Linked DNA regions of Mus musculus: regions 2 and 3 are each linked to region 1. Evidence: chromatin contacts called from public HiChIP or PLAC-seq and promoter capture Hi-C data. All regions are on one chromosome and are shown on one strand. The core of a region is the stretch at or near the end of the contact, and the rest is flanking DNA. Distances in the headings are between cores, read along the strand shown.

The links. Promoter capture Hi-C pulls out the DNA fragments that hold promoters and counts their contacts. HiChIP or PLAC-seq counts read pairs in DNA pulled down with a chosen protein or histone mark.
Region 2: an H3K4me3 HiChIP or PLAC-seq map of forebrain shows a contact between it and region 1, with 3 times the contacts expected there. The contact joins the promoter of Stag1 here to the enhancer-like site in region 1. A contact is called at or near these places in 10 of 484 Hi-C or Micro-C datasets (the G1E-ER4 cell line, bone marrow-derived macrophages, brain and 6 more), 13 of 115 datasets of contacts at active chromatin or transcription factors (the 230-238 cell line, the HPC-7 cell line, the SCID.adh cell line and 10 more) and 1 of 9 other capture datasets (macrophages).
Region 3: a promoter capture Hi-C map of hippocampal neurons shows a contact between it and region 1, with 3 times the contacts expected there. The contact joins two enhancer-like sites. A contact is called at or near these places in 1 of 39 promoter capture datasets (hippocampal neurons), 1 of 484 Hi-C or Micro-C datasets (cerebellum) and 1 of 115 datasets of contacts at active chromatin or transcription factors (astrocytes).

What each region holds. Positions count from the first base shown.
Region 1 is chr9:101,178,959-101,181,803 of GRCm38.p6, reverse strand. It overlaps Ppp2r3a (protein phosphatase 2, regulatory subunit B'', alpha), which reads left to right. Exons shown (of 14, transcript NM_001161362.3): 5 at 1,367-1,469. Among named protein-coding and RNA genes, the nearest start is that of Gm24338, 43 kb to the left of the region's middle. Within about 2 kb of position 1,368, at least 33 of the 459 cell types and tissues checked have an H3K27ac peak or open chromatin away from gene starts, as enhancers often do. A contact at or near this core is called in cortical neurons, forebrain, hippocampal neurons and 3 more, where this site is marked.
Region 2 is chr9:100,642,148-100,645,071 of GRCm38.p6, reverse strand. Stag1 (stromal antigen 1) reads right to left here and starts at 1,624. Exons shown (of 34, transcript NM_009282.4): 1 at 1,276-1,624.
Region 3 is chr9:101,941,778-101,944,477 of GRCm38.p6, reverse strand. All of the region lies in intron 12 of Ephb1 (Eph receptor B1), which reads left to right. Among named protein-coding and RNA genes, the nearest start is that of Gm31326, 41 kb to the left of the region's middle. Within about 2 kb of position 1,402, at least 10 of the 459 cell types and tissues checked have an H3K27ac peak or open chromatin away from gene starts, as enhancers often do. A contact at or near this core is called in hippocampal neurons, where this site is marked.

The DNA.
Region 1 (2,845 bases), core at 119-2,618:
AAGCACAAAGAATAACTAGAAGGTGATAATATAGAATTACAATATTTTGACATAGACACATGCATCCTGGCTTACTCTGTTAGTGAGAGCTGTATAGAATTTGAAGTTGAATAGTGAAGTCCTAAGCATAAGGAAATCATTTCCCTGCTGTCAGAGTGCCTTTGGGCTGGATTTAGAACAAGCACCTTAAATTCTCCCCTCCTCTTACGAGCTCTGCACTGGGTGTTGCCCAGACGCTGTAATGACTCTCTCACCAGGCATCTGTGCATGCGGCCCTCCTCACCACAACACTTCTTTCTTTCCTATTTTTCTCTGCTGGAAATCTCACGGGCCTGCTCTGTGCTTTCATGACAGCTGTACTCATTACTCAATACCGCAGTGGTTCCACAGTCGTATGATTCTGTTGGAAACCAAACACTGAACTGTACATTCCTTATAGGGAATAAAACTATCTCATTTTCTTTTATCCAAACCCATTCAAGGCCAGATAAAATACCTGACATACAGTTTGCATTCAATAATCAATTTGATTAATGAAGGAAAATCAGAAAATCTGGAGTTAATAATTAGATATAGATGATAAGAAAAAATTAAATGACCCCAAAGTTTCAAACCCAGAAAACAAAGTCTGAGTAGCACCCTTTTCCCTATTGTTATTGTTCTGGGTTTTGTTTTCAAGACACGGTTTCTGTCCTGGAACTAGCTGTCCTGGAACTAGTTCTGTAGTCCAGGCTGGCCTCAAACTCACCAAGATTGCCCTAGTTCTGCCTCCCAAGTGTTGGCATTAAAGTCATGTGCCACCTCTGCCTGGCTTAGCACCACCATTTTTACAAAAACTAACAAACATAAAAAACAAAGTCCAGGAAAAAGTAGTTGTTTTGCTTTTTCAGTGCTTTGACTTTTCTGTCAGGGTCTATGGAACTATGGTTGGAGGTGAGGAATTCTAGAAAGTCAGAACACGTGACAGAGGGCTTCGTCCCGAAGCTTGTTCTTTAAAAGTCAGAGTTTAAAGCCCCGTGAGGCTTAACTGAATGAGCCTTCTCCCTAATAACACATTTACCTTTATCAGTTAGTTTCACCCCATGGTCTCGGTCTCAAAAACATCCCAGAAGAAAAGTTCACCATCCTGTAATTGACACTCCTTTGACAAAAACCAGAAGCATGGAAGCCATGGTCAGGGGTAACAGTAGTAGGGGACTTGCACAAAGCTTACCCTTTAATTCCCAGCACTGAAAATGAAAAGACAAAGAACATTTGATTCTTAATCTAAATAGCACCCAAGTCAGCCTAAAATTACCAGCCTGTAAGTGTGTAGTCATTGTATGTTCTGAGCACCAGATCTTCCTAACCAGTGTTTCTTTTGTAGGTTGCTAAGTAACCGTCATGACGATGCTGCCAAGTTCATCTGGCTTCTGGCAAAGCCCAGCTGCAGCTATCTAGAACAAGAGGATTTTATCCCTTTACTTCAGGTGATATTTTTTTTTGTACCTTTTAAAAATGGAATTTATTTTTGGAGTATGAAAGGGGGTTTTTTGTTTGTTTCTTTGGCTGGTTGTTTCTGAAATTTTTTGTTTGTTAATAACGGCGTCTTACTGTATAGCCAGTGCTAACATCAAACTCTTAATCCCAAATGCTAGGATTAAGGTATATACCACCATATACCTTATGGTGATTTTTTTTCATTTTAAAGTATATCTATACTTGTAAAGTATAACTATAATTTTTCATTTTAAAGTGTAACTATGCAACTGAGCTACATACATCTAGAAGCCAGATTGTTAAGAATGGTTTTCAAATTGTTTTAGTAGTAAAAAAATCTTGTTAGATGGAATCTAAAACAAAACTCAGTATAAAATGGACAAAGCAGGGCTGTTTCCACTGTATCCAGCCTCCTCCCTAGCCAGTCGCGGTAAGCATGGAGCATCTCAGGAAACTGTAGAATTTAACATCAGCCATCGTTAAGAACCTAGCAGGAACTGATAGTATTTGGAAGAGATAAAATCAGTTTTCTTAATGGAGTGATCCTGGGTGTATCAACAGTTCTCCAGGGCAAACCTCATTGGAAGAGTTTGGAAGAGTTGGCCAACATAAAATGAACTAGGTTGCGAGGGGGGTAGGGGGACCAGGACGGGATGTTTTCTTGTTGTTTGTTTCTAAGAATGAGAAAAACAAAGTTGAGGATCAAAGTTGAGAAAGAATATAATCAAAATAATGTTGTATGGAAATCTTTAAAGAATCTGGTCAGAAACAAGAAAAGGCTATGAAATAATCAGAATAACTGTCACGAACTCTGTAGTCTGGGAGTTCGGTGAATCCTGACTCTTTGGTTTACGCACATATCTAAATGGCTCTCTGATTTCCCACTAAGATCTATTTGTAACAGAAGATTAGAATAGGAAAAAGAGCTGTGCATGATGGTGCTTGCTCGTGCCTGCCTGTAATCCTAGCACTGGAGACAGCAAGAGGATATAACCTACACTATTAAAATACCAAGAGCTGTCTCAAGAAACCAGTGGATGAATGATGAAATAAGAGAATGGAAACTTGAATCAATTATACTGAGGTTTGCAAGGACAGTTGCCACTAGCCCATAAAGGTAGGCAGGAGCACAGTAAAAAGAAAGCATGTGTAGGCGAGAAAAACAAGACACAAAGCCTGCGTATCAGAGCTTTCCAGCCTAGGAATCATTTAAGTTAAGGGCAGTAGGCCTTATTACTACCCCGGATTTCAGGGAGATTAGTGATTTATGCTATCTCCATAGCTCTCTATTTACTCATCCAGGGAACACAATTGTTTGGGACAATTTGCACTGATGGAACCAAATAAATGAAAACAACAGGACACT
Region 2 (2,924 bases), core at 375-2,874, 540 kb after region 1:
GAACTCCCACTGTTCTGTACATTTCCATAAGAGCTTCACCATCAGAATTTGCTATCTATATATGAAAAAAAAAAAAAACCCACTGGGAAACCTAAAGGTAAAGTTACAAATTCCATTAAGTTACACATCGTACAACTTTATGCGGATTTTGGTACTTTCACAAACACTACTTTTGCTAGATGTAAAATATAGCTGTCTCTAAGCACAACCAGAAGAGAATAAACATGCCCCTCATGTTAACACCAACTTCAACAGCAAATAACTCGCTACCACAAACTGCACTATTTGGGGTCTATAGGGCTCCAAAACCACCCCAGAGCTTAACACTCCCAGGACACGACTGTCTGCAATGTGGAAAGAATCAGTAACAATCCTAACGTAGACAGAAGCGGGTGACGTGACAATCCGAAAACCAGAAAATGTTGTGGTCCCTACTACACACAAACAGCACTCGGTTCGGACCCCTCCAAGTCCAGCTCCCAGCACTCGGGTTTCCCAGCTCTTCATCCCGCCCCCCACCTTCAGGGAAGAGGAAAAACAACTTTTATTGGCCTCATCTCCCGGGGGATTGGGAAACTAGCGGGGCAGTGCTCCGGCCTGGACACGTTTCACCCGGAGCTCGGACGGCGGATAGCGGGAAAGCCAGGACTGCGACGTCCCGTCGGCCCAGGTCCTCAGCCCTACCCCACCCCAGCAAAGCAGGGGCCTGGGACAGCAGTCTGGGCTGAGCGACCCCCAGGACCCTCGACAGAAGCGAGCTCCTTGTCATGTGACGCCGCCGCCGCCAAAGCACCGCAGAAACGCAGGGCGGCGGAAGGCGTTCGCGCCAGCCCGCCTAGGCTGGCCCGGGCGCGGGCGAGTCCCGAGAGCCCGGGCGGGGGGGCGGAGGGCGGGCTTGGCGGCGGGCCCGAGCGCGCCACAAAGGCTTCCGCGCTACCGCCGCGGAGCCCGGGCGGGCGGGGGCACCGTTTTCGCGGCCCGCGGGGAGGGGTGGAGGGAAGCGGAGCGCCCGCCGCGCCCACAGCGGGTCCCGGACGCTCGGCCGCCCGCCTGCAGCCGCCGCGCCGCGCCGCGCACAGGCCCGCGCGGCCTCCCTCCCCCGCGCGGGGCCCGCGCCGGCCCGCCCGCCCGCCCGCCGCTCGCCGCTCGCGCTCCCAAGCTCTCGCCCGGCCTCCATCTTGGATCGGCGCTTCCAGCCCCCGCGCCGCTGCCGCCGCCGCCGCCGCATTTCCCCCTTTCCCGCCCCCCGCCGCCGCCGCCGCCGCCCGCGCTCACCTCAGCTGCCCATCCGGGCGCTGTCGGCCGTCGACCTAGTTTCCCCCCAAAAGTCTCCGGTGTGTTATTCCCGAGGTGGGGGGGTGGTTACGGGGTGGTCGCCGGGGGTTCGGGAGCGGGGGCCGCGCCTTCAACGGAGCTGCAATCCTAACCCGCCATCTGGTGGCATTTTCCACACGCCAATGGCGCCGCTGCAGACTCGGGTCCCGACCGCCCTCTGCTGGCCGCGCTGCTCACTGCTCCGCTGACAGGACGGGCCTGCCCGGAAAGGGGAGGGAGCTGAGGCGCGAGCAGGGGCCCTCGGACGGGGCCGCGCGCCATCGCTCGCCTCCGGGGGGCGCGCACGCGCAGCAGCGGCGCGGGAAACGTGGCCTTTTGCGTGGCTGCACCGCCCCCCTCTGCGAGGCTCCTGCTCCGCTCGGCCAATGGCGAGCCGCGGAGACGTCTGGACGAGGGCGCTGTGGACAGCTCCTGGGCCGCCCCAGGCGAGCGGAAGGACGGACTCCGCGGCGCCTGCGCGACCCGCTCGCTGGGTTGCCGCCCGCCATTTTTAGAGCTTCTCCAAGAGCCTGGAAGAAGTCCGCCCCCGGCTCTTCCGCCGAGGCCCCTCCCCGGCGGGGGCCGCGCTCCGCTCCCGCCCTGAGGCTGCCAGCCGCCCACACCCGCCCGTTATCGGGGTGAGCCGTGCCAACGCGCCCCCGAGCCCTGCTCCCTCCCCGGTTAGCGGGAGTCTCCAAGCTAGAATTGAACGCGCGGTTTATTATTATTGATGAGGCGCTTTTTCAGAACGAGGTTGAAAAGGTTTCGAGCACTGGGACGAACCCCCTGCCTGCCGCGGAGCTAAAAGGAAACAGTGACCGCTCCAGGCCGATTGGCGTCGTCCTGCCTCTGTAAAGCAGGTTCTCGCCGAGGTGCAAGCTTTGCATAAGGCGGCAGCATTGGCTAGTTAGTGAGAAAGGAGAAGCTACACGGTGAAGATAGACTCTGCGAGCAATCAGATTCTCCCACAGCCTAGGACTGCTTTCTGTGGTTCTCAAATGGACGTGCGAATAATGGAGCCTAGCCGAAAGGGAAATAGCCAGGCGTAGATCTTGACCCCTTCCTTCCCTGCTGCTCTCTACCTAAGCTGTCCTTGACCAAGGCTCTCCTAACCTTCCGCCTGCTTATTAACTCCGCACTACAAAAGTGAATTCTTGGTCTTGTAGGTCATCAGCCTCATTGCTGACTCAATTTTTTTTTATTGGCAGAGGCAGCTGCATTTTCAATATCTCCTTAGAAACGTTAAACTTGTTTATAGTCTTGAGGGCTGGCTAGCTAGCTAGTACCTCAATTGTCTCTGGAATGTATCCCAAAGGTTGCAAAGTGCGTTCCACATCACTGGAGGAACTTTGGTATGAATTCGTGACAGTCCTTTCAGCAAAGTATCTCGTTTACTAGCCTCTGATTGACTTCCTATTGTGTTCTCTGCAGAGCCTGTTTTTAGCTTGCCTTGTTAAAAGACGGTGCGGGCTCCAAGCCATAGTCATATGTAATTTAATCTATCGAATGTGTGGGACTCTGATAAAGAGCTGATATTCTATCAACATGTTTGTAGTCGTGATCTCAAAAAAATCTCACCTAGTTTAACCATCCCCCATTCCCTTCTCTCC
Region 3 (2,700 bases), core at 153-2,652, 760 kb before region 1:
AGCACAGGGATGGAGGTAGGAGGATGGAGGCAAGAGTGCCCAAGGAATTGTGGACATGTTGAGGCACTGAGATGTAGCAACTGGACTGTCTAAAGATGGGGTTGGGGCAGGGGGTGGTGGGCTGTAGCTGCTTAGAGTGGACTGGGGCTGAGGAGGGTGGCAGATGAGGTTCAGAGGACAGATTAGATGAGTTCCAGGAGAAAACTCAGTTTAGGCAGGGTTCTGGGAAGCAATAGATGACACACAGTGGCTATGGCCCCAGAAAGGAGGGTGACATCCCATCCAGGTGAACTCTGAGCCTCCTTACAACCTTGCCTGTTCCCTGCTTCCTGATCCTTCATGTCCACTTGTCATCTAGAGACCCCAGAGGCTCACGGTCCCTAAGCCCTAAGTAAGCAAGGGAATTTTGTTTCCAAAACAAGGGAGCCCAGACCTGTTCACTAGACCCCTGATGGATGGATGGATGGATGGATGGATGGATGGATGGATGGATGGAACCCTCCCTGGGTTATCAGTGGTCAGTCTGTCAGCTAAGACAAAATGCACAGATAATCTGTTCCTTCCATTCCTACATTTGGTCCAACTCCTCTCTCCAAGGTGGCTCTTCAGAGGCAGTGATAGCAGGTCCCAGCTTTGGGGTCCCATGCAGGAGAGAACCTGCCTACACCTCGGTGACTTGGTCTCCAACACTGCCTTCTTCAGGGCAGAAGCCCTGTTCGCTCCTTCTGCGGGACTGATCCAGGCCAGCAGGAAGGTTACCTCCCAGGTCCTTGTCAAATGAATGACGGCAGCTTTAGAATCACATTTAAACTGTCTAGCTACCCTTTCTTTCTAATTGTAAACTCTAGAGTGCTGAATGATGGCAGATAATAATGATCGAGCCGTGGCGGGGGCTGTTTTAGTGGCAGGGGCTGTTTTGGGTATGGGTAGTAAAAGCCAGCTGTTTTCCTGTCAGGGTAGTGCAGAGAAATGACTTCTGTTTCATCTGTTTGGTTCAGAACAGGGATTTCCACCCCCCACCCCCCACCCCCAAATCGGAAACATCACCAAGTGGCCTTTCTGTTCTTCACACATGAAATACACACTATCACCTGCATATTTTTAGTTAATTTATGTCCAAATAGGCCTTTCTCTAGGTGCTGGGAAATGATGTTTGGGCTGCAATTACCTCTTGCAGCATCTTGCAGAAGGAGTTCGGCACAGACAGAGCTCAGGGGAGAGGCAGCCAGGAGCCCACTGACTGTAAATCTTTTCATTTGTAGTTATTCAAATCACATATTTTATTACTTGTACGAAATACATTGTGTCATTCATTTTGCAGGCACAGCTAATGCTTCAAGAGAAGCTTTGAAAAACATTCTGTTTAGAAACAATTCCATCTGCAGTCACCGAGGCTTGGTGGCTTGTCTCCCAGCCCCTCTTCTGGGTAGTGTGTGCGTGGTATTTGCAAGACAAATGAGATCACCATCTCAGAAGCTCACCTGTCCCAGCAGCCAACCAAATGCTCAGAGTCCTTCTCCTTCTCCATTTCCTGCATCATAGTCCTCAGCAAGGGAATAAATTGCAGTGTCTCTAACAAGAGCTTGGCCTCTAGAAGGAAGGCAGCAGCAGGGCCAGATGAACTCTTTCCAAAGGTGGAGAGACCATTTTTCCTGCAATTTCCTGGCATCCTGGGAAGCACCTCTTTGTTACATAGGCTCAGTTGCAATTCAGCAGCCAGAAGGAGCCTTTTCCACTGGCTGTTAAGAGCCGGGAGGGAGGGGGCAAGCAGAAGCTTGACAGATTCTGGTCTTATCTAGAAAAAAAAAATCACTTTACCTATTAGTTTGAGGAAAATGGGTTGGTGTGCTTGCCCAAACCTTTGATGCCAGCCACTCCTTTTAAAATACTTTTCTCGTTTAGCACTTAGACTCACTTCTGACTTTTTTGGTCCAAAGTAGCAGACAGCGACTGAGGAACAGGAAGCGGGGGAGCGTATCACATAGATGTGTTCTGAAGACAGGGCCCATCTGCGCCCCAACTTGTCTACCCAGCACTGCACAGAGCTGCTTTCATGGGTGGCTGCCTCACCCAGGCTGGTCAACTACAGTCAGGATGCTCACTGCCTCAAGGGGTGTGTCCAATCTGCCCACTCCAGAGTGACTCTTGACATGCAAGGCAAACTTGCCCTCTGTTCCCTTTTCTTAAGAGTGTGTTAGATTTAGCAGGGTATTGACAAATACTTGCTATGCATGTGCAGCCTCCTGCTAACTCACATTGCTGGCCAGGGCTCACATCCCCTTCTGTGGTCTAGGGAACCACTCTTGTCGACATATTAAAGCCACCTACCCGTGATTCTAATCTAATTCCGATTCCCGTTAATTCTACTAACCTTGAGCATTACTCCCAGGAATTCTACATAAGTGACAGTATCTGGGATGGTTAGTGCAATAAAGACGTCCTTTGAGTGACTGCAGCGGGCAGATAATCCTGAGCACTCTTGGGCTTGGCCACTTGGGTTTGTAGAGCATACCTTGCCTTTAGTGTTGGGAACATCTAGAGTGTGGCAGTCTTGGCTGAAGTTGCTACCTAGATCTTAGGACTTGCTGCGTGCTAGGAAAGAGTCCTCTATGGTGTGGACTGTGGCTGGAGTCTGATATACAGCACAGAATAAATGTTATTGGGGCCGAAGATTAATTAAGAGGCTTTGAAATAAGGTGT